Regions from separate parts of the Oryctolagus cuniculus genome. Here all the other regions are linked to region 1. Evidence: chromatin contacts called from public Hi-C data. All regions are on one chromosome and are shown on one strand. The core of a region is the stretch at or near the end of the contact, and the rest is flanking DNA. Distances in the headings are between cores, read along the strand shown. Region 1 holds the start of LOC100343432 (small integral membrane protein 10-like protein 1). Region 2 holds the start of LOC100344458 (cytosolic beta-glucosidase). Region 3 overlaps ADGRA3 (adhesion G protein-coupled receptor A3).

What was found. Hi-C and Micro-C count contacts between places; a contact is called where the count stands out from the background.
Region 2: a contact with region 1 is called in a Hi-C map of an unstated tissue, with 5 times the contacts expected there. The contact joins the promoter of LOC100344458 here to the promoter of LOC100343432 in region 1. A contact is called at or near these places in 2 of 6 Hi-C or Micro-C datasets (ear pinna and an unstated tissue).
Region 3: a Hi-C map of liver shows a contact between it and region 1, with 7 times the contacts expected there. The contact joins the enhancer-like site here to the promoter of LOC100343432 in region 1. A contact is called at or near these places in 5 of 6 Hi-C or Micro-C datasets (ear pinna, embryonic fibroblasts, liver and 2 more).

The regions. Positions count from the first base shown.
Region 1 is chr2:16,957,153-16,962,261 of mOryCun1.1, reverse strand. It overlaps LOC100343432 (small integral membrane protein 10-like protein 1), which reads left to right and starts at 1,941. Exons shown (of 1, transcript XM_008249396.4): 1 at 1,941-3,327. The coding sequence starts at 2,076. The coding sequence ends at 2,285. All of the region lies in intron 1 of KCNIP4 (potassium voltage-gated channel interacting protein 4), which reads left to right.
Region 2 is chr2:17,821,839-17,826,947 of mOryCun1.1, reverse strand. It overlaps LOC100344458 (cytosolic beta-glucosidase), which reads right to left and starts at 2,030. Exons shown (of 5, transcript XM_002709257.5): 1 at 1,791-2,030. The coding sequence starts at 1,848.
Region 3 is chr2:17,549,786-17,554,894 of mOryCun1.1, reverse strand. All of the region lies in intron 16 of ADGRA3 (adhesion G protein-coupled receptor A3), which reads left to right. Among named protein-coding and RNA genes, the nearest start is that of ADGRA3, 130 kb to the left of the region's middle. Within about 2 kb of position 2,629, at least 1 of the 8 cell types and tissues checked has an H3K27ac peak or open chromatin away from gene starts, as enhancers often do. A contact at or near this core is called in ear pinna, where this site is marked.

The sequences.
Region 1 (5,109 bases), core at 692-3,191:
AGAACTTACGAGTTAGGCATTGTAATCCTTTTGTTCAGATGGGGAAGTTAGAATGGTTAGGTTTGAGACTCAAAAGAATCACTTATTTGCTACCAAATAATGTCATGCCCTAGCCTTCCACACAAGTTTAGTTTGGGCTTGTTGAGTACAAGTCAAAGAATCCCAGTTCCAACTGGTTTCGGTTTTTAAAAGAGACAAGGCATTATCATGTCCTACAAGGAGAAATTCCAGGATAAAAATAGCTTCAGGGCTCCTGTCACTCTTGAAAAAACTGCTCAGCTTTGCTTTCTTGGTTGGGCTTCATTTCTCCTGCAGAGGAGTTCCTCCATGTGCTAAGTGGGAGAGGAGCATGGTGACAGGCAGTTGTCACTTATATAATCTCAATTTTGCAAACCGAGGAGAAAATGAGGATGCCAGAAAACTTTGACGTCTCTCATTCTAGAACAAACTTTACTATCCAACCTCCATGTTGAACTCAGCCGTGGCGTTTGACTTGCTTTTACTCAAGAGGTAAAGTGCATCTTTTATGGGAAGCATATGTAAGAATGAGTGTGTGATTTGCCCTGCTGTTTTCCTCCTGCCTCTGGTATCCTAGAAACACATGGCTGATAGAACATTATGTTCTCAGGGTCCCTGAGTCTCCACAGTGACCAAGATGTATGTTAACTCATGACAAAATTATACTCTGTTATGTTCAGCTGCGGAGATTTTTAAGGTTGGTTGTTAACCACAGTGTAAGTTAGCCTCCTTTGGCTAGTTAGACCAGGGAAAGATACTGGTCTGTCTGGCTCAGGTGTGATGCCAGTCTTTTCCTGCCTTTCAAGTTTAGTCATATAGGCAGTATCCACTGATTCAGGATACTAGCCCTTTGGTTAGATTTGCATACTGTGGTGGGCATGCCTGTCCCTGAACATCATTGAGTAGGGGAGGGATATATCTAAATCAAAATAATATTATCCAGGCAAATGTCTACCAAAAAGAGAAACTCTCAATTCTGTAATTGTCACCGTACATATTTGATTACCAGCATACTCACACACTTGTATTTGGGGTTATTGGATCAGTATTTGCTTCCTTGCCCTCAATCTCAGCATCAGGAGAGCAGGTATTTGATTGTATGTCCAGTGCTTAGCACACTGCCTGCAGAGACCCAATGTCCAGTGTTTAATGAATAAGCACATAAATAAAAAGTAATGGTGAAGAGAAATGTACAACTTTTAAGAAGATTTTAAAGTACATGTCCTGGTCAGTATGGTGTGAAATATTGTGATGTGAAGGCAAGAGAATTATGAATTAAGAGATTGGCTATTTTTGAGTCCTAAAGATCACATCTTGACTGTGCTGTGTGCTAGGACTATGTGCAGATTAACCATTTAGAGTCTTAATTTCTCATCTCTGAAACTAGAGTAGTAACACTTTTATAGAATTTTATGAAAGATAAGTGACAAAGAGGATTGAGAGCACTTAGTGTAGTAGAAGCAGCACACTTAACTCCTCCTGCTGGCATAAATGAGAAGGCATCTAATGCTGGTAGGAGGGATTAGGCTTTGGAGAGGAGAAAGTATTCCCATTCAAATTGGTTGGACAAACTGGAATGAGAGCAGTAGAGGCGAGTATAGATCAAAAATGAACTGATTTTCAAATGTGTGAGGTGGAATTAGCAAGCATTTCCTGATGGGGTGATAAAATTAGTACTGAGGTAAGGTTTGACCTCTGGAGATGAATTATCTGTAAAGAGGATGAAATCTTGTGGAGTAAGTAGATGTAGGGGTGTGTGTGTGTGTGTGTGTGCGCGCGTGAGTATACACAGAACATATGAGCTAGCGATTATTTATATGTAACCTCCAAGTTATTTATACATGAATACATAGCTGTACTTGAGGATAAAGGCTTTCAAATTTCTGAGGCCAGAAGCATTATTCCAAGAAAGTCAGTGTTGGTCGGGCGGCGGCAGGCGCAGGGCCAACTCAGCGGACGCTTCGTCCCAACCTCCCGCTGCTGTCCGTCGCTGGAGGCCCCGCGGAGCCTGCGGAGGTCCTCGGCTCCAAGCGCTGGGCAGACAGCGACCCGAGTCCATGGCCCCCGCGACGGCGGCTCCGTCTTCCTTGGCCGTCAGGGCCTCCAGCCCAGCCGCGGTACCCAGCTCCTACGGGGCTTTATGCAAGGGGCTCTCGCGCACACTCCTCGCCTTCTTCGAACTGGCCTGGCAGCTGCGCATGAACTTCCCCTACTTCTACGTCGCGGGCTCAGTGATCCTCAACATCCGCTTGCAGGTACACATTTAACGTTTGGATTAACTTGCCGGCCCCCGAGGCCAACATGGTGGCCGACTCCCGGGAGGCCTTGCGGCGTGGCGCAGCACCCGGCGAGGAGCTTCGCGGTCTGGCGATAGTGCCTGGGCTCTGCCCGCGCCTGCGCTCTTCGCTCCTAGCCGACCTTCTTGGGCGGGACAGAATGCCGGCCGCGATTGAAGTGCGCGGTTCCGGCAACCGAGACTATCACGTTAAGACCCACGAACTCACCTAAGAAGCTTTGCGCCCTGAAAGCCTACTCTGAACGGATGTAAGGACCTGACCAAGGGCATAGCGTGCATTCAGGAAAAAAACTGAAAAGTAAACTGGGATAACGTTGGATTGGATTGTAAGCAAGACTTGAATAAATAAGAAGCTGAAGTTATTCAAGATAGGTGGAAGACATCCGTTTCTTCACGGGAGGAGAAAATGACAGTCATCGATTTTCAGTGGGGAAAAGCGTCGCACACCAAACGCAAACGTCCGCAGGATTTTGAAGAAATAGAGTTTAAGAAAATGAATCTTACAAGTGCCCAGTGAGCAGCCTGTGGACCCCCAGCAGAAAAAGAAGCAATCCACTTGCTCTGGACACTTGGCTGTTCCCTGAACAACATTCGAATCGTCATCATCATGCTCTCTGTGGCTTTCCTCTTTTAAAGGGATATTTAAGTTATGGTTACAAAGTAAATGCAAATGTTTTTCAGCTCTTGATGCAAAACTAGAGTTTATAAGGGAGAATATGAAGTGGGGAGGAAGGTTTCTGGATTAGCTGTAGTGCTTATAAAACAGGAGCTGGACAGACACCGTGGGTTGTTGACAGGAGCAGAGGTGTTCCTTAGGGGACAGCTGTCAAGTTCCTAATATATATACTAAAGTTCCTAATATATATACTATATATCCTAAAGAGGATCGGTGACGGAGAAGGCTTGAAGTCAACAGAAAGGGACCAAAAATGGAGAGTTTGATGGGATGCCTCAAAAACAATAAAAAATTCTAGATTGACCAGTGTATTTGAAATAAACAAGATTTTTCTTATCTCAGAGAGTCTGATAAATTAGTGGCCTGCAGATTTTTCAAAATAAGAGAACAAAACAGGTAATTATGAACTGAACTCCAGGAAAAATAAAGGTTCAAAAAGTATGCAGCATACCTCAACTGTGATTAATACTAGCTGTGTAAAGTTAGCCAATATTATGTAAATACGGAATAATCATTTAACGAGTGATTTACAGACGTGAGGAGGCTGGGACAGGATGAAAGCTGGGTGTAATGAGGGAGCGTCAATCATGGTCTAATGTAGACTAGTCCATGAAAAGCAGGATAAACAAATTGGAAAAATAATCAGCTGAGAGTTAAATGTGGTTTGCTCTGGATAAAGGATATCAGGGTGGATAGAGAAAAGGCAGAGAGACTTGCTGTTTTTCACTACCAGTCTTACAGTATTGATTTCATTTTACCTGTGTATATGCTGTAATTAAAAACAAACTTTTATTTTTAGAAGTTCTCTAGTTAAAATGTATACCACTGGGTTAAGAGCCAAGAAAGTAGAATGCAATTGAGTTTTTAAGTCGAAATATCCCTATCAAAGTATAAACTCTGTGTGGCCTGAGGTGAGCCCATTAACCTCTCTTTTGTCAGCTGTTAAAAGGTAAACATACCTGCCTTGAAAGACTAGTCTAAGAATTAAAAGTAATTAAAAACCAAAAAAAAAAAAAAAAGTCAGTGTTGGTCATGTGAGGTACCCTCCAATGGAGTCTAGTATAGTGACTCAGTGTTGATTTTAAGTATTCCCATTTGCACATACAAAAGAGTAAGAGAAAATAGTGTCTGAATGCAATAGCGAAAGCGTTAGATTCTCTGGGGGCACCTGCCAGCATGGATATAAAACATGACAGAGCAGATCACAGCACTTGGCGCAAGGTGATGAGAGAATGGAACCCATAGACACTGCTGGAGGAAATTTAAAGTGGTTCAGTCACTTTGGCATGCTGTTTGGTAGTTCCTTAAAAGATTAAACAAAGTTACCATATGACCCAGAAATTATAACTGCAGGTGTATATTCAAGAGAAATGAAAATGTATGTTCATCCAACTGACATGTGAATGATCATGGCAGCATGGTTCAAAATAGAGTAGAAACAAATGCCCATCAACTGACGAACAAATAATTAAATATTTTTACCATGTAATGGAAAATTATTGGGAGATAAAAAAGTAGCTGATTCATGCTACAATGTGGGTGACATATTTGCTATAAAATAAATCAGACTCAAAAGATGTCATACTATGTAACTTTTGATATGAAATGTCCAGAATAATAAAAATTCATAGAGACAGAAGGTACACAGTGGTTACTTAGAGCCAGAATAACTGGATTAGGGCTGGCAGTTTAAGGGTATGGGTTTTATTTGGAGTGATCACAATTGTATAAGTCTGTTTTCTGTTGCTGTATCAAAATATCTGAGGCTGGTATGTTGGTCCATTTTTCATTGCTGTTGCAGAATACTCAAGACTGGATAACTTTGCAAAGGGAAGTTTATTTGGCTCACAGTTCTGAAGATTCAAAGGCATCATGCCAACATTGTGTGGGCCATGGCCGAGAACATCACAATGGCAGATGCAAATATAGGAGGAAGTGATCATCCCTCATGACAGGAAGCCTGAGGATGACTGGGGTCCCACAGTCCCTTCTGTGATATGCTTCTGATTAACCTAAGAACCCCTCACCAAACCCCCACATCTTAAAACTTACACACCACTCACAGAACTGCCATAGTTGGGACCAGGCTCTCAACACATGGGCTCTTGGGTACAAACTC
Region 2 (5,109 bases), core at 781-3,280, 860 kb before region 1:
TGCCACCTGTATGAGCTGCCTACCTGCCCTTCGAGAACAAAATGAATAAGGATCAGCTGTTTTATTTTCCCTCCTAGATGGCCAGCCCACTCAATCACCCACCCTAACCTAATGAAAATGTCTGGGAGGTGAAAGAAGATACCCTGTAGGGAGAAAGTAGCATGGAATCCTTGCTAACCAAGATGTTCTCAAACATTCTTTTAAAAGAGCCTTGTAGAACAAAACAATATTGCGGGGTCCTCCCCAGGAGGTATCTTCCACAGGGCAGTCACTGCAATTGCTGTAACAGCAGCCCCTCATTCACATTTATTCAGGCCCGGCAAATATTCACAGAAGCTGGGAATACTAAGCAGCATGGGTTGCTCCAAGATTAAGCTGTACTGTCTCCCTTTCTAGAAAAAGAGCCCATCTTCAAATGGCTCTCTCTCCTTCACATCTCTTAAGTCTTGGATGAACAGACACTAATTCACATGGATCCCCCTAGGTCATCCAACCTGGAGTGGCCACTTTCACTGATCCTTTACTGTCATTCTAACACGTACTATAAGAATTATTTCATTGATTGGTTAATTCGTTTTGGTTGGTGTATTAGATTTCCAGTAGAGCAGTAAGAAAGTACCATACCATAGATGGCCTAAACAACATAAAGTTCTATCACAGGCCATAAATCCAAACTCAAGGGGTCAGCAGAGCCCTGATCCCACCAAGACTCTAGTTGAAGTCCTGCCTTGCCTCTTCCTCACCTCTGATGCTGGCCATTAGTCTTTGGAGTTCATTGGCTTAAGGTGCATCCCTCCAATCTCTGCCTGCCATGGGACATTCTCCTTTTATGTATCTATCCGTGCTCAGATTCCCTTCTAATCAGGACACCAGTCACATAGGATTAAGGGCCTGCCCCAACCCAGGATAAATTTATTTCAGTTAATTCTATTTTTGAATGGCTAGTTCCCGCCTCCAGAACTGTAAGAGGGTACCTTTCTATTGTTTAAGCCTCTTAGTTGGTGATAAGTGGTTACAGCAGCCCTAGGAATCTACTACAAGGATCTCACTTAGCTTTGTTTAACCCCAGGTTTCACCACTTATTTAACCAAATATTTTCCTCCATGGTAACCTACTAACAATCCCTAAATCCTTAATAATTTACTTTTAGAAAACTAAATCCAATCTTCCCATTTTACATATGACAAAACTGAGACTGAGGAGAACAATGGAGGCCCCCCGGGGGAGGCCAAGGCCCAGGGCCCAGCCTCCACGTCATCCTGGGTGCTCTTTACTATCAGATACTGCTCCCCTTCACTGCACGGCTGCCCCTGCATGTGGGGAGACCTTTATGAGATTTGTCTCCATGCCTGCTAGGAAAAGAACAGGGCACTTTCCTCTGGTAATGAAGGGCTCCTTGAATCATTTCACCCAATATTTTTTTCAGCCACTAGGAGAAGCTGCTCTCCCTTTGAGGGGAGCTGGGTAAAATGTGCCCAAGAAACCAATTACAAACAAGCAGTTGCTCCAGTGTAAACTGATGTCTCCCGTAGCGTTAGACTGCTGGAAAATTCAGCAATAGCCTGAGCCTCACCTCCACCCTCCACTACCCCCATGCTCAAGGAAACAGACATGGGAACATGGGCTGGTCCTGTCTGAAAGGTGGACCATGTCATGGATGGTGTCCTGAGCTCTCCAGTCCCTTCCCTTCTTGTGGTCAGCCTCCTCCCACTACCGTCTTCCCCAGGCACCCAGCACCCACCAGAAGGGACCCAGTCCAGCCCTGGCGAAGGGGAGGGCACTTCTCCTACCTTCCACTTGATAAGCTGCAGTGGCAGCCCCCCATCCAAAGCCTGCAGGAAAAGCCATGGTTTCAGAAGCTGCCAAGTTGGAACCCTCAGCTAACACAGCCCCGTGCCCTTCAGCAAGAAGAGCCAGGCAATTGTGCGGACAATAAGTGATCTCTCAGGTGGCAGATATATATATGCAAACGAGATAGGAGCCAGATTAAAGGATCCCACTTGACTGGCCACAGCCTTGATAAGAATCCACACTTTGTACAAGGTGAACAATTGCACTTTGTTTCCCACTGCACTTTGATTAACAGAGTTGCTTAGTCAGCTTGGGTGCTAAGTTGATCTTTTCCCTGTTCCTGCAACACGTGGACTTTTACAAGGTTATATAATCCTACTAGCACGTTCTCTTGGTTAATTATTCCCAATATCTGACGCCTACCCTTAGAGATTACCATTTCAATTGCTTATTCTGATATTTATCCCCATGTTTTATAATAATGGGCTGATTTTGCTACATAAATTAGTTTTCAATTTCAGTAACTTTTGACTTCTGAGTATAGGGGTGGACAATCTAATTGTGCTCTCTCTCTCTTCTCCTTTCCTTACCTGCCTCAATCCACCCAACATCATCATGGCTTCTCTGTTTAAATAAACTCAATCTCTACATTACTTTGATTATGTGGTTCAAAGTTGAGCCATGTTGGACACCATGCTAACATGCAGTGTTTTATTTTCTCTACGATTAACCATCCACTCTTTATAGCTACTTAATCTTCTCTACACCCACACTAATTCACCACAAAACACTCCAACAGAAGCGTGAGTCTCTGAGCTGTTCTGACAGCTCTCTTCCCAGCTCCATTCTGCTCTGCGCAATATGAGGCCACACAGAGCTGTGGTCCGCCATGTCTTCTACAATCTTCTGAGAGCTGACTTCGCCTCTCTTCACTCTCACCTTGCTTGGCTCCCTCTGTCCCCCCACTCTTCCCAGGAAGCAAATCCTTGAACACCTCTCTGTTAAAGGGGCCTGAAATGCTGCAGTTCTGGGATTGCCTTGAGTCTAACCTCATGCTTCACATGAGGTGTGTTTACTCCAGCGTTTTATGATGGAAATGACCTTCTCTCGGAATTCCAAAGCCTTGGAGAAGTTAGTGAGGATCCAGGCACTAGCCTTCTGTATGTAAATTCTGCTCTCTTGGCCAGCCTGCCCTGGCCGCTCCCCACACTTTGAGTTCTGCAGTTCCACAGTCACACACCCTATCCTGAGACTTCCCATCGATTCTGCCAGGTCCCACAGGCACCGAGGGGCAACGCAGAACAGTACTGCACAATGTGGACAACTGGAAAAACTGCGTGAAGGGTCTATGGGAACGCTCTGTGCCTCTGCAACTATTCTAGGCATCTCATAGTACCCAAAACAGAAAGTTTATTTTTTTTTAAAAGTGCCCATGGAGAAAGGAGTTAGGCATAATCAAAGTGAGGAAGATGCTTTATTGAGCTCCCCAAGACTGCACTATATCCTCCTACACTGTGTCCTAACAGGAACACACAGTTTAGGAGACACAGATTGAAATCCTACTCTCTCCTGTTATCTTAACCCTGAAAAAAGAGGCTACCTATAGAAGGAAATAAGAGAAAACATTTCAGACATCAAAAGTACCTGCTTCCTGAAATAATATCAAAAACGCAGGTGAAACTATTAAATTTAGATGGACAGTCATTCAATTTTGAAGTAATCATAAATAGTAAAGGGTAAAAAAGGGAAATGTTTTCACTATGCAACACTAGATGGCAGTATTGCAATTTTTTAGGTTTACAAGCAGCTGTGTGGCTTGATGTTAAAATTGAGTTATCCCACCAATCATTTTCTGCTCGCTAACACCTGTGCTCTTCCAAAGACTTCTCCAGAAGGGACAATCCAACTTCTCAGGGATCCATGTTTTCTGAAGTCATTTTTTCCCAAAGAGCAGAATTTAATTGTTCTCTGATCAGATGCTAATAGATCATTCTCAGGTTTCGGGGCGTCAACGACCTCTTTATATTCTGCAACATAAGTGAGGCTACCAAGTAGATTTGTTTTTCTATAACTTAGGTGGTCTCTATTACCATTTATGCTTTAGAATATAAATCTGAACTTTTTTACACAATCTATATTTTTGGCTTCATTTAAGACTGCAATAAACAGCATGCTAGCCTATTTTATAAACATTTAATAATCCATTTTATAACCTATTAACCGCTGAATAAAAGACAAATATCAACTGAGAAGAGTGGTATTGTTTTACTTTTTAAGACCCATTCATGGCTGGAGCCGCAGCTCACTAGGCTAATCCTCCGCCTTGCGGTTCTAGTCCCGGTCGGGGCGCCAGATTCTGTCCCGGTTGCCCCTCTTCCAGGCCAGCTCTCTGCTGTGGCCCGGGAGTGCAGTGGAGGATGGCCCAAGTGCTTGGGTCCTGCACCCCATGGGAGACCAGGAGGAAGCACCCGGCTCCTGGCTTTGGGTCAGCGCGGTGTGCCGGCCACAGCGCACTGGCCGTGGTGGCCATTGGAGGGTGAACCAACGGCAAAGGAAGACCTTTCTCTCTGTCTCTCTCTCTCACTGTCCACTCTGCCTGTGAAAAATAAAAAAATAAAAGACTCATTTATTTATTTAAAAGTGTGATGGGGTGAGGGGAAGAACTTTCACCCACTGGTTTACGCCCTGAATGGCCGTAATGGGCCTGGACTGGGCCAGGCTGAAGTCAGGAGCCAGGAACTCCATCTGGGTCTCCCTCATGGGTGCCACAGTCCCAGGAACTTGGGCCATTCTCTGCTACATTGCCAGCTGCATTAGCAGGGAGCTGGATCGGAAGTGGAACAGTCAGGACTCAAATCACTGCCCTGATGTGGGATGCTGGCATCACAGGTGGTGCTTTAACCTGCCAAACCACAATGCTGGCCCCTTGTTTTACATGTCCACAAATCTCTTTCACACCTGCTGTAATAGGAGACAGCTGGATACTCATATCTGCTTCCTAGTGGGCTTGCTACCTCTGGAAAACCCCACTGTCCACTCATAGAAGAGCGAAAGATGGGAGTGAAAGCAGCAAATGGTGTCTGAGTATTATTACAAAGCCTCGTGGACCCCAGATGGGTCACCAGGACCTGCAGACGACAGCTCTCTTGGTGTTCTCTCTACCCTGTCCTGTTGCTTTCCCCCACTACCCAGAGCCCCTCTGTGTCCTTCTCACCTTTCAGAGAACTCATCACTACATTTCTTTATTTTCTTTATACAAACAAAATTCTAAGTTCACAGTCCCATCAAGACAGGCTGGGAATTTAATTTGTCATTATT
Region 3 (5,109 bases), core at 1,380-3,879, 590 kb before region 1:
GCCAGCACTCCAAATGGCATCTCAGCTCCTGTGCCAAATGCCCACCCTTGGTTGGCCTTTAAAAGAAACCACAGATTGCCATTCAGTGGTTGAGTCCAGATGGTGTTCCAGGCGCTGTTTAGAGACTGTGTGTGCAGTGCAAATAGAAAGGGCTGCCAAGTTCAGCTGAGGGTGTCTCTACTTTAGGCAGAGAACAGCAGAGTTCATGGGCAGTCTCTACTCAGCCCATTGTGGCGGGACTCTATTGAATTTAGGGCCAGTATTAGCCACTCAGGCTCCGTCTAGAAGGTTCTGGGGTTCACAGATCCAATTAAGAAAGTGTATGTGTCTGAGAGTTAGTGAAAGGATTAAATGACTCAGTAGTCTCAAGAGGAGCAGGCCCACAGCTAACTGCTCTATCACTGCTGTCTAGTTTTGCTACGAGTATTATTGATGAAATTACCTCTCAGCTGTGTGAGGTATTTGTGTTTGGTGCCAGTACTATACACTGGAATATAAACTTCTGCTTGGAGTGTACAACAAGTCAGATCATGGGTCTCAGATCACCCCAATGCACATGCAAGAAGACCTTGCTTCCACCTCTTTTTCAGGGGCCCCCATTCACTTTCCAGGTCTCTCTCACTGTTTCTAAGAGTCCCTCCCTTACCACCTGCTGTTATGCTGTGGTCCTCATGAATAACCCCGAGTACCTGTAAATCCTTACAGTGTACTACGTCTCGACTCTGGCTTCTGATCTCTTCCTAGACAGGAAATAAAACAGTTGGATTCACCTGTGTTTATACAGAGTCCAGGACAGGGGTTAGCCAGAGTAGGAGTTCAGCAAACAGTTACTGGATACTGGTTACTGCAAACAGATTCCTCCAGCCTGGGGTTGTGCCAAGCGAATCGTCTGTTAGCACAGTACCTGGCACACACTCATAATAGTTATAGTCACAGTTTTATGTAAAGATACTCATTGGCTGAATGAAGCAGACCCAAATTTATTTCACTAAGGAAGTGAGTTGAACGAGGCCATTGTGTTTTTTTTTTCTTTTTTAAGATTTATTTTATTTATTTGAAAGAGTTTCAGAGAGAGGTAGAGACAGAGAGAGAGTCTTCCATCAACTGGTTCACTCCCCAGGTGGCCGCAACAGCCTGGAGCTGCGCCAACCCGAAACGAGGAGCCAGGAGCTTCTTCCGGGTCTCCCATGTTGGTGCAGGGGCCCAAGGACTTGAGCCATCTTCTACTGCTATCCCAGGCCATCACAGAGAGCTATATTGGAAGTGGAGCAATTGGGACTAGAATCGGCACCCATATGGGATGCCGGCACTTCAGGCCAGGGCTTTTACCCGCTATACCACAGCACCAGCCCCTGGAACGAGGTCATTGTAAAAATGGCTGCTTTCCATCGTCCCGGATGCTGTTGTGCACACTTTCTGAAAGGAAAGGAGAGGAACTGCCCTGCCTTTTTAGGGTCTCTAGAAAAATGTTCATGTTAAAAGTTTAAGAATGGGGGCCGGTGTTGTGGCGCAGAGGGTTAACGCCCTGGCCTGAGGCGCCAGCATCCCATATGGGCGCCGGTTCTAGTCCTGGCTGCTCCTCTTCCGATCCAGTTTCCTTCTATGGCCTAGGAAAGCAGTAGAAGATGGCCCACGTCCGTGAGCCCTTGCACCTGTGTGGGAGACCCAGAGGAAGCTCCTGGCTCCTGGCTTCGGATCGACACAGCTCCAGCTGTTGCGGCCAACTGGGGAGTGAACCAGCGGATGGAAGACCTCTCTCTCTGTCTCTCTCTCTTCCTCTCCTCTCTCTGTGTAACGCTGACTTTCAAATGAATAAATTAATTAAAAAATAGTTTACAAATGATGAAGGCAAGGCACATCTCCAGATGGACATTTGCGTGTAGTCTTCCTTGTGTTTCTTGTGTTTAAGACTTCCTCTGCTGCTTTTATGAAAGACGTAGCATAATGATGCTTCTGTTTCTGACTCAGTAGTTGCTTTGCGATTGTGAAACTTAATTCCTCTAATAGCCAGCCAAGCAGAGGGGGTGGTGGAGTAAAAAGAAAAGGAGTGGCTGAGGATTCCAGGTTCTATCAGGTGAGTTCTGATTCCACCTCTGCTTAAACAGCTTGTATTGTTAGTCACCTCACTTCAGAGGGCAGAATGTTAATAAATTACTGGGCTGGACTGCTCAGTTAAATGATTGTAAAGTTTCTTCTGAATGGAAAACTGAACCCTACTGTGTACATGTTTTTCCATTTGCAGCTTTGTATCTGCACATAATTCATATCATTTGGTCTTTCTTTGAAATCTTTTTGTTTTATTTGAAAGGCAGAGAGAGAGAGAAGGCAGAGAACTTTTCCTTCCACTGGTTCACTCTTTAAATATTTGCAGCAGGCAGGAGTGGGCCAGAGTGAGGCCAGGAGTCTGGGATTCAACCCAGGTATACCCTGTGGGTAACAGGGACCCAAGTACTTCTACCAACATCTGTCTTTGTCTAGGGTGTACATTATCAGGAAGGTGGATCAGAAGTAGATGAGCCAGGACTCAAACCCAGGAATAGGTGCCCCAAGCAGTGTTTTAACTACCATGCCAAATGCCTGCCTGTGTTTTGTCTTTCTTGCTTGCCTTTTAGAGCCTTTTAGAGCCCAGTTGTTTTACCAACAGTGTGATTGGGTCCTGATAGTTTCTTCCCCACAGTGATTGGCTGAGGTTATTTAAGACCCCATAGCCAGGTACTTCCCACTTTGCCTGACTGGCCAGTTCCAGGTGGTGCCTTTGGTGCGTTCTGTGGTCTCCCACTCTGCTTTGCAGGTGGGAGAGCTGCAGGAGAACTAAGAAGCCAAATGACAGAACACAGGGACCAGCAGCTCAGGGTTGAGGATCTCTTCTACGTAGTGTGTGACTAAAGCACTGTTTGGGCATTAATTTTCTGGTCCTAGTTTCCTTAGCTGTGCTTTGAAGGGATTCAGCTGGGTGTTACTTTAGTTACCTCATTGCTGTGCCATTCCATGAATCACTCTATAAACCGTGCTGGCAGCTACATCTCTATCTGCTCCTAGACGACTGCTGTTAATGGCATGTGGGTGGCGTTGGGGAAAGTCTAATTAGTGAATCGTAAAAGCCTTCTACTTGCCAACCACTGCCAATGTGTGATCTTCACTCACACTAACCTAGGAGGTGCCTTTTCTTCCTGTAGTTTGTAAATACATAAGCTTAGCCACAGGAATTTGGGTAACTTTCCCACAAACACTAGGGCTGTTAGGTGGCAGGATTGGGGTTGAAATACTCGTCTTTTGGACTTGGGGTGCCCCTTGCTCTCAATCCTGTGCTTTCCCATTTAGTGGGAGCTGGCACACAATGGTAGAAAATGGCTTGGCAGCCACCAGGCTTGAGTGGAGTCATAGCCCTCTGAGAGGTAATTTCACTTCTCAGCCTCAGCCTCAGACTCTGTGGGTCTCCAGATTAGTAACACCGAGTGAATGGTAATGTCAGGGTGGTAGTGTTAAATCACATACAGAAAAATGTTTTTGGACACCCATAGGAATTCATTAGTAGAAGCTACTGCTAGCGGAATTTTTATATATTATATATGATTATATTTATCACAAAAGTCCATTTTATGCCCCTTCCGCAGTTTTGGAAATTGGTGACGTGTGGTAAAGTGGCGTTTGTAAGTAATAATCTGTTGAATTTAATTAGCTGTGTATATGCCCTACAGATTAGATTATCTGTTTCCCAATTGTATAGAGTTTCCATGTGGATCTTCGAGGTTTTTTTGGAAGAAAATATGACAGTGAGGCTGGGTTTCACTCCCAAGTGTCAGATAGAGAGAAGCAGTACATCCCAGAAGACAGGACACCCGCTCTTCTGGGTCTCAGTTCCTCTGTTTTTCTGGTGCTTGTACGATATTTAGTGATTCACTTGTGTGGCCCAGTTTGTAGATGTCAGCCCAATCGTTGACTTTCTCAGTGGGCAATAATCTTTTAACTGGAATGCTTCAGTATCTGTAAGAGTGGACTCTAATCTGGAAACTTAGAAATGCCATAGGAGATGCTATAGAGCCTAAAGATTAAGTTTTTACCTTTAGAAAAATCTATCTTGCACCTCCCATGTTGAAAATATTTTAAACTGTATTTTTAACGTCCATATTTTCAAACTGTGTCTCATTCTGTTGACCTTTATGTCAGAAAACTCCAGCAGTTAAATAGCACAGCCTTCCTATCTTAAGTCCCTATCAATGATGTGTCTTGAATTTATTGCTTTCTGAGCACCAAATTCATTTATACTATTTTTATGCACGGTATTTGCTATGACTTTAGATAGCTCAAAGGGTTATTTTATGCTTTTTGTTCCAGTTCTCTCTGTAAATTTTACTTTCACAGTGCAGTCAGCAAAACTACTAGGAACCAAAGAGGCACTTTGCTCTTTAAGAAGAAAACTTCTGACTTCTCTAGTTTGGCCAAGCTTGATCCTGCCTCCCAGCTGCCCCTCAGTTACTGCGCGACATAGCCTGGATGGTGACTACCTTGGGTTTTGATCCTGTGAAAATAAGACTTGATACATAATAAAGAATTACTATATTCATGACACCTATTTTTCTTTTTAAGACTTATATTTTGAAAGAGTTAAACAGAGAGAAATCTTCCATCCATCCACTGGTTCACTCCCCTAATGGCCTCAACAGCAGGCCAAAGCCAGGAGCTGGCAGCTTCATCTGGGTCTTCACATGGGTGCCAGGGGCCCACATACTTGGGGCATTTTCTGATGCTTTTCCAAGGCCATTAGCAGTGAGCTGAATTGGAAGTGGAACAGCCAGGATCTGAACCGGCGCTCATATGGGATGCTAGCATCACAGGTGGTGGTGGCTTTACATGCTACACCACAACACCAGCCCAGTATTTTTCTTAAATTTTGGGCCATCGCTGTGGTTTAGCAGGTAAAGCTGCTGCCTGCAGTGCTGACATCCCATAAGAGTGCTGGTTCGAATCCCAGCTGCTCCACTTCCGATCCAGCTCTCTGCTGTGGCCTGGGAAAGCAGTGGAAGATGGTCCAAGTATTTGGGCCCCTGCATCCATGTGGGAGACCCCAAAAAAGTTCCTGACTTCTGATCGGCCTAGTTCCGGCCAGTG